3 separate regions of the Sus scrofa genome follow, and all the other regions are linked to region 1. Evidence: chromatin contacts called from public HiChIP or PLAC-seq data. All regions are on one chromosome and are shown on one strand. Each heading gives the region's core, a stretch centred on a gene start, on an enhancer-like site or on the middle of the called end of the contact. The rest is flanking DNA. Distances are from core to core; before and after follow the strand shown. Region 1 holds the start of TM9SF2 (transmembrane 9 superfamily member 2). Region 2 holds the start of DOCK9 (dedicator of cytokinesis protein 9). Region 3 holds the start of UBAC2 (ubiquitin-associated domain-containing protein 2).

Evidence for each region. HiChIP or PLAC-seq counts read pairs in DNA pulled down with a chosen protein or histone mark.
Region 2: an H3K27ac HiChIP or PLAC-seq map of alveolar macrophages shows a contact between it and region 1. The contact joins the promoter of DOCK9 here to the promoter of TM9SF2 in region 1. A contact is called at or near these places in 1 of 5 promoter capture datasets (liver), 1 of 47 Hi-C or Micro-C datasets (liver) and 2 of 2 datasets of contacts at active chromatin or transcription factors (alveolar macrophages and skeletal muscle).
Region 3: an H3K27ac HiChIP or PLAC-seq map of alveolar macrophages shows a contact between it and region 1, with 4 times the contacts expected there. The contact joins the promoter of UBAC2 here to the promoter of TM9SF2 in region 1. A contact is called at or near these places in 1 of 5 promoter capture datasets (liver), 4 of 47 Hi-C or Micro-C datasets (heart right ventricle, liver and skeletal muscle) and 2 of 2 datasets of contacts at active chromatin or transcription factors (alveolar macrophages and skeletal muscle).

The regions. Positions count from the first base shown.
Region 1 is chr11:68,406,247-68,409,539 of Sscrofa11.1, forward strand. It overlaps TM9SF2 (transmembrane 9 superfamily member 2), which reads left to right and starts at 1,588. Exons shown (of 17, transcript XM_021065854.1): 1 at 1,588-2,460. The coding sequence starts at 2,290.
Region 2 is chr11:68,050,548-68,053,840 of Sscrofa11.1, forward strand. DOCK9 (dedicator of cytokinesis protein 9) reads right to left here and starts at 1,805. Exons shown (of 53, transcript XM_021065834.1): 1 at 1,586-1,805. The coding sequence starts at 1,714.
Region 3 is chr11:68,143,299-68,146,591 of Sscrofa11.1, forward strand. It overlaps UBAC2 (ubiquitin-associated domain-containing protein 2), which reads left to right and starts at 1,537. Exons shown (of 10, transcript XR_002336734.1): 1 at 1,537-2,230.

The DNA of each region.
Region 1 (3,293 bases), core at 338-2,837:
TCTATGACTTCAACAATAGAATATTATAAATTCTTTTTCCCTAGACCAAATACATTGGGCAAATATATTAATTGTTTGCTCAAAGGAGAAGTGACCTAAATACAATCCAACTGCTCAGGCCCCCCAACCACCCCCACCCCCTACACCTGCAGTTTCTATTATAACACTTGATGCCTTTCCTCTGTATAGTGCTTAACCCTTGCCCCTTAATCTTCACAACCACTTAAAGAATATGGTGTTGACTGAAAAAAATGCACCACCTTAAAGTTGAGAATTATGTTTTATCTGGCGGACAGAATTGAGGACTTAAGCCTTTCAGATAGCTTTGAGGACTGCTCTGAAGAGGCAAGGGAGAAGCCAGGATATAATGGCTGTTTTTGCGAAAGACCAGGTAGTAAGAACTTTAAAAGATTACGGTTAAAGAAAATCAGACATCTTGAGTTAATTAAATTTAGCACTGTTCTTTGTATGGGAAGATGCAGGAGTCTGGCCTCACTGGAAATACTCCTTCAGTATGCGCCTTAGCTATCCAGGACCAGTATCCTGCTTTTCCCCATCCGGAATCCCCTCAGGGTGCACAGTTGGCGGTAGCTGCAGTGGCTGAGGGCCTGGCAGTTTGTCTCCATCCTGAGTTCCCTCAGGGCTCACTGTCAGCCGGGGCTGTACTGTCTTCATGGCTGCAACATCCTCTGATGACGGATATGGCAGGTACCATTTTTCATTCGCAATGGACATCCTATTATACTTCCTGGGACTTGATGATTTAACTTGCTCAAGGTCCCCATAAGTTAATAGTGCTGTTCCAAAGCTGGAGTTCTTAGTGGGAACTATCTTTGCGAGCATGTTCTGCTTACTCCCCAGCATAGAACAGTGGTCCTTAGCCTTTTTTGCACATAGATTCCTTTGAAAATTTAATGTTATAAACTGTCCAGGAGAAAACGTGCAGATACCCACAAGAATTTAGATAGGATTGCCTGGGGCCCCACAAATTTCTGAATTGTCCATCTAGTAAACGTGCCCCTGTTTGATTTCTCAGCTGAAGTACTTCTGGGTTGATTCCTTGCTAGAAAGTCTACATGAATACCATCTTCTGAAGTATTCGATTGAACTCCAAGGTTCAGCTGAATTGACTTTTTAAACAAAGACTGTCCACCATTCCATTTCTACAATGATCAAACCAGTCCCCCACCGACAGGGTGCCCTGAGGGGAATTCAGGATGGAGAAAAACGGGAGTATACTGTGCTCTGGATACTGACCCTGGATAGTTAAGAGGATATCTAGGGAATAATTTCAGTGAACCCAGATTCTTGCATCTTCTCATACCTAGAAAAGCACTAATCCTTAACTTGAGATGTCTTTTCTTCCTGATTATCAGTAATCTTTGATTTTTTTTTCCATATATATTCTGGCTTCTCCCTTACCTCTTCAGAGCAGTTGCTCAGAGCTTAGAGGCTGTCTCCCTCGCTACAGTCCTCAGTAAATTTCCTGAATAAAACTTAACTCACAACTTTTGTGCATTTTTTTCTCTTCTCCCTCTCTCTGTTTTTTTTTTTTTTTTTTTTTTTTTTGGTCACCAAAAGCAAGTTTCAGAGTTCCTCGGGTGAGAGACCTGGCATGGTCACTGCTGTGGCCCCTGTTTGATCCCTGGCCCCCAAAACTTCCACATGCCTCAGGTGTTGCCAAAAACCAAAAAACACAAGTTTCTCCCTGAAAAATACTCAAAAAATGCACTGCACAAACAAATCCGTCTGTATACAGCAAAGAAGGGCATGGCATCACTTCAATAGGAAAAGCAACAGAGACGTGCTCAAGGATGATGATACCAGATTCCTATTTTGCTGGAACTGCTTTGCTTACTGGGGTGCGGAAACCGCGGGAAACTGAGACAAAGCAGAAAGCTTGCGGCGCCGGCGCCGGGCCCCAAGGGAGCTCTAGATCGGAATTTGGAATCGGAACGTGAGTGCTGGAACCTCCCTCACAGCAACCACTCCAGCCGGACCGCTGAAAACCTGGAAAGTGGATTTCCTCCACTCCGGCTCCCGGAAACTCCTGGGGGCGCCTGCGGCCGCTCTCACTGAGCATGTGCAGGCGGCGTTGCGCATGCTCCGTCGAGGCCCGGTTCGGTTTCTGTTGCGGAACCCGTGGTGTCTCCTAGCGCAACCGGAACTGTCCGTCGCGGGGCCGGCCTCCCTCAGCTCCGGCGGCCTGGTCCTCGTCTCCGAGCCTCCCCGTCCCTCCTTCCCTCTTCACCCCCGCGGCTCGGCTGCCCTTTCCCCGGAACAGCCGTCATGAGCGCCAGGCTGTCGGCGTCGTTTCCATCTCGGTGGCCGCGGCTGTGGCTGCTGTCGCTGCTCCTGCTGGGGGCCGCCCCGGGCCCGCGTCGGGGCGCCGCTTTCTACCTGCCCGGCCTGGCGCCCGTCAACTTCTGCGACGTAGAAAAAAAGAGCGACGAGTGCAAGGTGGGTGCGGCCTGACGGACCCCCGGGTGCATTGTCGGAAGGGGAAGCCTCTCCGTGCCTGGGCGGCCGGGGCCCGAGGGGAAGGGGGCGTAGCAGTGGGTGCGGTCCAGTGTCCCCAGAAGCGCTTGGGGTTGGCGCGGCTGTGCGCCGGAGGCTCCGGAACGGCCTGGTAGCGGGGTGGATTCTGCAGGACTCGGTGGGCCTCGGGCTCTCCTCCCGTCTGGCCGAGAGCTAGTGTGTGTGCAGCTGTCCTGAAACGGGGACTGTGCGTGTCCGGCGCTCCCTTGGAGTTGGATGCGTGCAGGTCAGCGAGCGTTCCACGAGTTGGGGGTGTTCGCTTACAGCCCGGTCACGCTCTGCAAGGAAGGGGGCGGCCAGGTCTTCCAGCAACTTTTAAGTTCATTGCTGCCAGTTTGCTACTTTTCTAGAACTCCTGGTTGGTTACGAGCTCGTTCTTTCTAGGTTTTTGGCATTTTAAACCTCACGATTAGCGATTACTTCCTTATTTGTGGAATTTAACACCCAGAGCCGCGTAAAGTGCATTAATAAAGAATTGCTGTGATGGTTGACATAGTTAATTTCTACCTTTGAAGTGTAAAAGATTTTTTAATATGCAGAAGATACATAAGATGACGCTGTTTAGTTCTCTGAGGTTGTTTGAAACACTTAAAAGGAGCAGACCACAGGAGAAGCTGGCCTTTTCTTCTAGGGTAAACCTTGAAAACTTTGACCTCTTACGACCTCAAACTCAAGCTTTTCACTTTAACCACTAGTAAAAGAGAAATAAGTAACCTGCTTCTAGATTATTGGGCATAGGGCAGGACAGGAAACAT
Region 2 (3,293 bases), core at 555-3,054, 360 kb before region 1:
GGTTGTGCTCACCCTAATTGTCTATTAAACCAGCACCTCCTCTCCAGGCCGAGTCTGTCCACATCATGTCACGGCCATACGTCTTATTTATTCCTTTTGCCTCATATCTCTAATGAGGACAGTGCCCCCAGTGAAAAGAACTAAGTTTCCTTTCGGAACAAAAAAGATGCCACAGATGTTTGTGGGCTTTGTCCTAAATATACTCACACTTGCAAAAGTCAGGAAGATGCAGAACATGCTACTTAAGCCAAGGCAGCTGTGGTTAGCTCAGGTTACGGAAGGGATCCCAGGTTTTGGTCTAGTCTCAATTCGTGCTCTACTTCTTACCATCAAATGACAAACTTCAGTAAAAGCAGAAAAATTAAAAGCCCTTAATACTGAACAAACTGGAGTTTGAGGAATCTAGAGTGAGTGTGCGGAGCTATTGAGAGAAAAATTAAATAGCCCACTGGCTACAGAAATCAGTGAAGCTTCCTCTCCAATCTCCACAAACGTAAGTCATGTCATTCCGTGTCTGCCCAAGAAGAGCATCTATCCACCACCAAAGAGACGAGCTAGGCCCTGTCCTACAGGACCTAGCTCTGCACACGGTCAATACCCCCACAAAGCCCAGAGGTTCACCTCTAAGGCCCAGCTTCCTGCATGGTTCCGACAAGCACAAGTCACCCACCCACAAACAAGCCCCTTTCAAGAAAACAAATGCCAGAGCCAAAGCAAGGAGCTGCTAAAAGTTTCCAGCTGCCCAGGAGAGCACGCTGCTGCTCCAACATCTCCTCTCTCCGCACCATCCCAGGGATCCGGGTGCACTGCTTTTCCAAATATAGCAGGACCAGTCCCAGCAGTGGAAAAGTTGATTTAAAACTTTATCTTCCTCACACCCAGAGGCCTATTCTCAAAAGACGTTCTGTTCTGACCGGATTAATCTCAGGGCTACTTGCCCCAAATCCCCAAACTTCGTAGTAATATGCACCAGTGCTCTAGTCCCCAAAGGCTATCAAGCCCCTTCACCAACCTTTCATCGGAGGTGACCAAATCTCAGGATGCCGGCTGGGGGAGGAAGCGGAAAGGATGCGGAATCCCTTCCCTTGTGGAGCTTAGCCCACCCAAGGGTCCGCAGGGCCATCTCCCACCCTGGGTGACGGACTGGAAGAGGAAGCCCCCCGTCCCCCACATCCACTCTCCTGAGCCCCTCCGGGCCACAGATGCCAAGTCCCTCCAGAATAAGGGAGAAGGGGGCCGTGGGAGGGGAGGGGGAAAGGAGAGAATCATCTCTCAGTTGTCAGAGGTAGTAAACTTGGGGGTTGCGGGGAGACGAGGCAGATGGCGATCTCCCAGGAAATTTCCCTGGAGGGAAGGGGCAGCAGCGGGGAGAGGATCCCTGGGCGCAAGGTAGGGGTCTGGAAGTTGCTGGCCCTCCAGGACCTTCCCTTCTGCCCTGTCCAACACCCCCTCCTTCCCCATCACCTCTTAATCCTGCAGACCCAGCCGGGTCGGCAGCTCTGCCTCGGCCGGACCGACTTAAAGGCGCGTGAAGGAGGCGACCGCCCGCCCGCCCGCCCGCCTCCCTCCGTGGTCCCGCACTCACCAGGAGCACCGAGCCGCGCACCACCTCCGACACGCTCTGCCGCAGCTCGGCCGCCGTGCCCGGCTTACTCAGCGCCCGGGTGAACTTCCGAGTCTCCGCCGAGGCGGGGGGCAGCGGCGGCTGCGACATCTTCGCCACCACCGCCGCCGCGCCTGCTGCTCCCGCAGTCCCGCCGGGCCGCGCCGCCGCCAGGTGCGCCCTCGGCGCTCGGCCCGGCCCGGCCCGCCCGCGGCTCCCGGCGCCGCCGCCCGCCTGCTCCCCCCGCCGCTCGCCGCGCGTCCGGGCGGCGCAGCCCGGGCCGCGCCCTCTGCTCGGTGTCACGCCCCGAGCCGCCCCCCTCGGCGTCCGCGGTCCCCCGCGCTCCGAGCAGCGCCCGGGCTCGCTAGGGGCGACCGTGCGTGTGGCGGCGGCGGCGGCCGCGGTTCCCCCATGCCACCAGCCTCCCTCGGCAGCCGCTCGCCGGGCCGCCTCCTCGGGGCGGGGTGTCCGGCGCGGCGCGGGGCGGGGCGGGCGGAGGAGGGGCCGGCGCGGCGGGACGGCGGGCCCGGCAGGTCCCTTGGCTAGTGGGGCCCGGCGCGGGAAGAAGGCGGCCGCTCGCGGGCACCGTGGATCCCTGGGCAGGGGCAGGTGGGCACCCTGGGGTGGGCTTCCTCCGCCGTGCGACTGCTCCCCAGGCCGCACGTCCGAAAGCCTGAGACGAGGGCCGCGCATGCGGCCGGGGAGGCGCGCAACCTGGGGCTGTTGCGGGGCCAAGTCCTGGGAACTGGCGCCTGTGCAGCTGGACCCCGGGTCCCCTGCCCGCGGAATCCCAGCAGCCTGGGCACGCCGCGGTCACTGGCGGGGCCCGGGCTCGGCGGCACCCCAGCTCCCTGGGGCCTGAGGGGACGGAGGTTCCAGGAAGGTGGCCTTTATGCGGCACCCAGAGAGCACAGAGCGGTTCGGAAGCCGCGGCCGTGCGGAACGGGGCGCCGCTGCCTGGGACCCGGCGTGGAGCGCCGCGCACTCGTGGTGGCGCTTCTTCGCCAGAAAACACCATTCTGCCCCCAGAGGCGTCGCGCAAACGGTCGGAAGCCTCTGCGAGCGGAGATGAGTCACGCAGACAGACCCCAGCCCGCAGGGACAAGCTGCTGCGTCACCATCGAAACTTCTGAGCCTCGCCCAGCTCCTCTAGAAACTGAGGACAGTAACCTGCAAGGGGCCGAGGTGACAAGACGTGCGCATCTGCCGCGGCCGGGCCGGGCCGGACCGCTGGGCTCGGAGCCGGGGAAACCCAGCCGCGCCGGCCTGCGAGGCCAACGTGACCCAGGAGAGGGCGGCTGCTAGCTACAGCCACGACTCCGAGGAACTTGTTCCTCACACCGCCTTTCCGGCTTCCCTGTCTCTAATGGGTCCCCTCCTCCCTTGCTGCTTTCCTCCTCTTTTCCGAGGAAACACGGAGCAGCCTAACTGACCCCGCCGCGGGGAAGGCGCGCAGGGAGGGGGGAATTTGCGTTAGGCCCGGAGCGCATGCTCAGTGCACTGGGTTTGGGCGGGTTCCTGGGGCGGGGAGTCTGGCTTAAGTATGGCTCTGCTGATTGGCGAGTATGCGCAGGCTCCGCCCATCGCCTGCTGATAGACAGCTCCTCACCTGCCCGGTCGGCTTAACGCAGCGCGCTCGGTGGCAGTGTGTCCCTCGCTTTTAGGGGAGTTCCTGGCGCCTTTGCTCCCC
Region 3 (3,293 bases), core at 287-2,786, 260 kb before region 1:
GTGTACTGTTAAACCTAAAAGTTATTGGTTTAGCTTGCAGTTTGATCTCTTACCCATGAATGGGTTTTTTTTTTTTTGTTTTGTTTTTTTTTTTTTGTCTTTTGTCTTTTTGTTGTTGTTGTTGTTGTTGTTATTGTTGCTATTTCTTGGGCCGCTCCCGCGGCATATGGAGGTTCCCAGGCTAGGGGTCCAATCGGAGCTGTAGCCACCGGCCTACGCCAGAGCCACAGCAACGCAGGATCCGAGCCGCGTCTGCAACCTACACCACAGCTCATGGCAACGCCGGATCCTTAACTCACTGAGCAAGGGCAGGGATCGAACCCGCAACCTCATGGTTCCTAGTCGGATTCGTTAACCACTGCGCCACGACGGGAACTCCGAGTTTTTTTTTTTTTTATTAAAGTACAGTTGATTTATAATGTGTCAACATTTGCTGTACAGCAAAGTGACTCGGTCATTCATATATATATATATTTTTCTGATATCTTACATTATGTTCTATCACAAGAGATTGGATATAGTTCCCTGTGCTATGCAGCAGAACCTCATTCCTTATGTATTCTAAATTTAATAGTCTGCATTTACTAACCTCAAACTCCCAGTCCACCCCACTCCCTCCCCTCCCCCTTGGGACAACCACAGGTCTGTTCTCCATGTCTGTTTGAGTTTATTTCTGTTCTGTAGATAGGTTCATTTGCCATGCATAGTTTTGTGACATCATGTACTGGTCACCTGGAAAATACTGGTTAAGTTAATCAATCTTTCCAATTGTACAGAGGGAAGGAAACTCTTCTGTATACTCCTGAGTGATTTAAGAGTAAATGGCAAACAATGTCTTTGTACCACTGTAAAGATACCTTTAGCCTTTTGTACTGCTTAAGTGGAGGGATGGTGGTTCCCACACCTACCATGAGAACCACTCAGGAGGTCCTATGCTGGCTACCGCCAAGGGCTTTCTGCAAACATGATACCCTGAAAGTATCATTTTTATGGCAAAATAAGTCAACTAGATGAATCTCAAGCTAAATATAATATGTATTTCAAAAGTGTGAACAAACTTTACAAATAAAGCCTAAAGAAAAGTCACTTTACACAGTATAAATGGTAATATTTTGGCCCACTGGCACCTCTCCTTAAGGGCAGGAACTGTGTTCTATTGATCTGCAAAGTTCACATTTAGCCCAGTGCCTGGCCCATACAAGCAGTCAAATACTACCTTTTTTTTTGAAGAGTATACTGTACATAATTTTGTAGCCTATCCTTTTCGTTCAGCCTCGTAGTTGGTCAATTCCACCGTATGTATTTCTTAAAGACTGCACAACATTAAAGTTTCCAAGCTCAAACTCACTTAAAAAACTGTAACTTTGCTTTAGCAGGGAGTAAAACTTTTGCAAGGGAAAACAATTTAAACAGCATGGGTCCAGAAGGGCTCCAGGGCAGAGATGTGGGGAGCACCGTTGCTCCGTCACAGACGCACTGCGCCTGGGACACCTGGACACCGGCCACCGCGGCGGAGAGGAATGAGGGTCCAGGGGCCACGACCCTCAGCACTTTTTTGGGGATTTCGCGCGGAACCGACATGGGGAACACGGAGGGGCAGCAGGACAGCCCTACTCTCAGCGACCGGGAAGGCCTCCCAGCTCTGCTCCCCTTGCGTCCGCAGAGCTGCCTCTCGCACTTCGCTGGACACCGGAACTCGAGACAAGCTGTCAGCAGTCGGCAGGGGAGCGAGCGCAGGAGCCGGCACGGGAGGACTGAGCATGCGTGGTGCGCGCCGGGCGTCCCGTCCGGCGAGAGGTTAGAGGTCGCCGCCGGGGATGCGCCCGCACCGGCATTCCAGGGGAACCCGCTGCTTTCGCGGCTCCGAGGGGCTTGGGGACAGCGCTAAGCACTAGTGTGAGGCTCCCAGGAGTTACACTTGTTCCTGCCAAACCATCCTACTCCTTTTCCAAGGCTCCCGCGGCCGTCGGAAAAAGCCAGAGAAGCGGCCCCTCTCGCCGCGGATGCACTTCCCTTCCCCGGCAGGAAGGGAGGCGGCTAAGGAGTTGCGCATGCGCTGTTCGCGGGCGGCCCCTGGAGTGGAGTGGCGTTGCCGGATTCACCGCCCCGCCGGGAGTGCGCCTGCGCGGTCGCCGGGCTCCCTCCGCCTCCGCTTCCCCTCCCCCTGTCCCCCGCGGGGGCTCTGGGTCCGGCGGGACCATGTTCACCAGCACCGGCTCCAGTGGGCTCTGTGAGTACCGGCCGCCGCCATCCTGGCTGGCTCCTCCACGCCACCTTGGGCAGCTCCTTGAGGAGACTGGTGGCTGCGGGGACTCTCGGGGCTGCAGGAGGTTTGGGGGCCGATCTTCCATCCCCTTGCCAGAACCTTGGTAGTTCCTGTCTGTGGCGGGGCAGCGGACACCGCCCCCACCTCGGCCTGGAGGGGCGAGTGGGAGTGAGTCCCGCCCCCAGCCCCCCCACCTGTGAGCCCCAGGTGCGATGCTCAGGTGTTCCCGGGGTGCTGCAGGTGGGCCAGGCGGTTAGGGTCGGGCTGGGTTGTTCTGGTGTTCTCCTGGCCCTGCCCCTTGCCCTCAGCGGCGCGCCTGCCAGGTAGAAAGTAGAGGCTGTCCGAGTGGAGGTGGTGTTGGAACCTCGCCCCCTTCCCCATCACCTTGTTCCATTCATTTAGGCTGCAGAGGGACCAAGCTGGCTTTTCCCCAAACGATGCAAATTACAGCCTCTGCTTCTGGAGCTGACCCTTTAGATTTACTTTGATTTTTTTTTACGCCCCCCGTCTCCCTTAGGAGTTTTTAGATAAACAAAAACTAATTAAAGTACTTCAAAGTGGGAGCAAGTTTGGAAGTAGTTTGGCAGGAAAGCAGGAACATTTCTGCTGGATGTTGTTTTTTTTGGATTGTCAGTGTGGTCAGAAGATAGAGAGCGAAGAAGTATATATAGCTTTTTAAAGAACTTTCTTTTTCTTGCTGAAGTGGCTTCATTGACTTTTGGTAAGGTGCCATGTATGCTAACTAAACAGTGCCGAGATTAGGCATGCAACAACTGCAGTGAACTCTTCGAACAGCTATAGTTTTTGCAGTTTGTGTCATTGTTGGTACTTCATGTCTCTGTACGTTTGAAGTCAATCTTGCGGAGGCAGTAGATACTTCCAGGTATTAACGAACTGTTGTGAATGTTAGGAATCTTTTCCTGAAAATACCTGTCTTAGTTTGGGAGTGAGTATCAGGGCCACGGGCATAATTTTGCATCTCTCTCCCTTCTCAGCTTTTTATGTTTTGAAGCGGGCTTAGTATTTG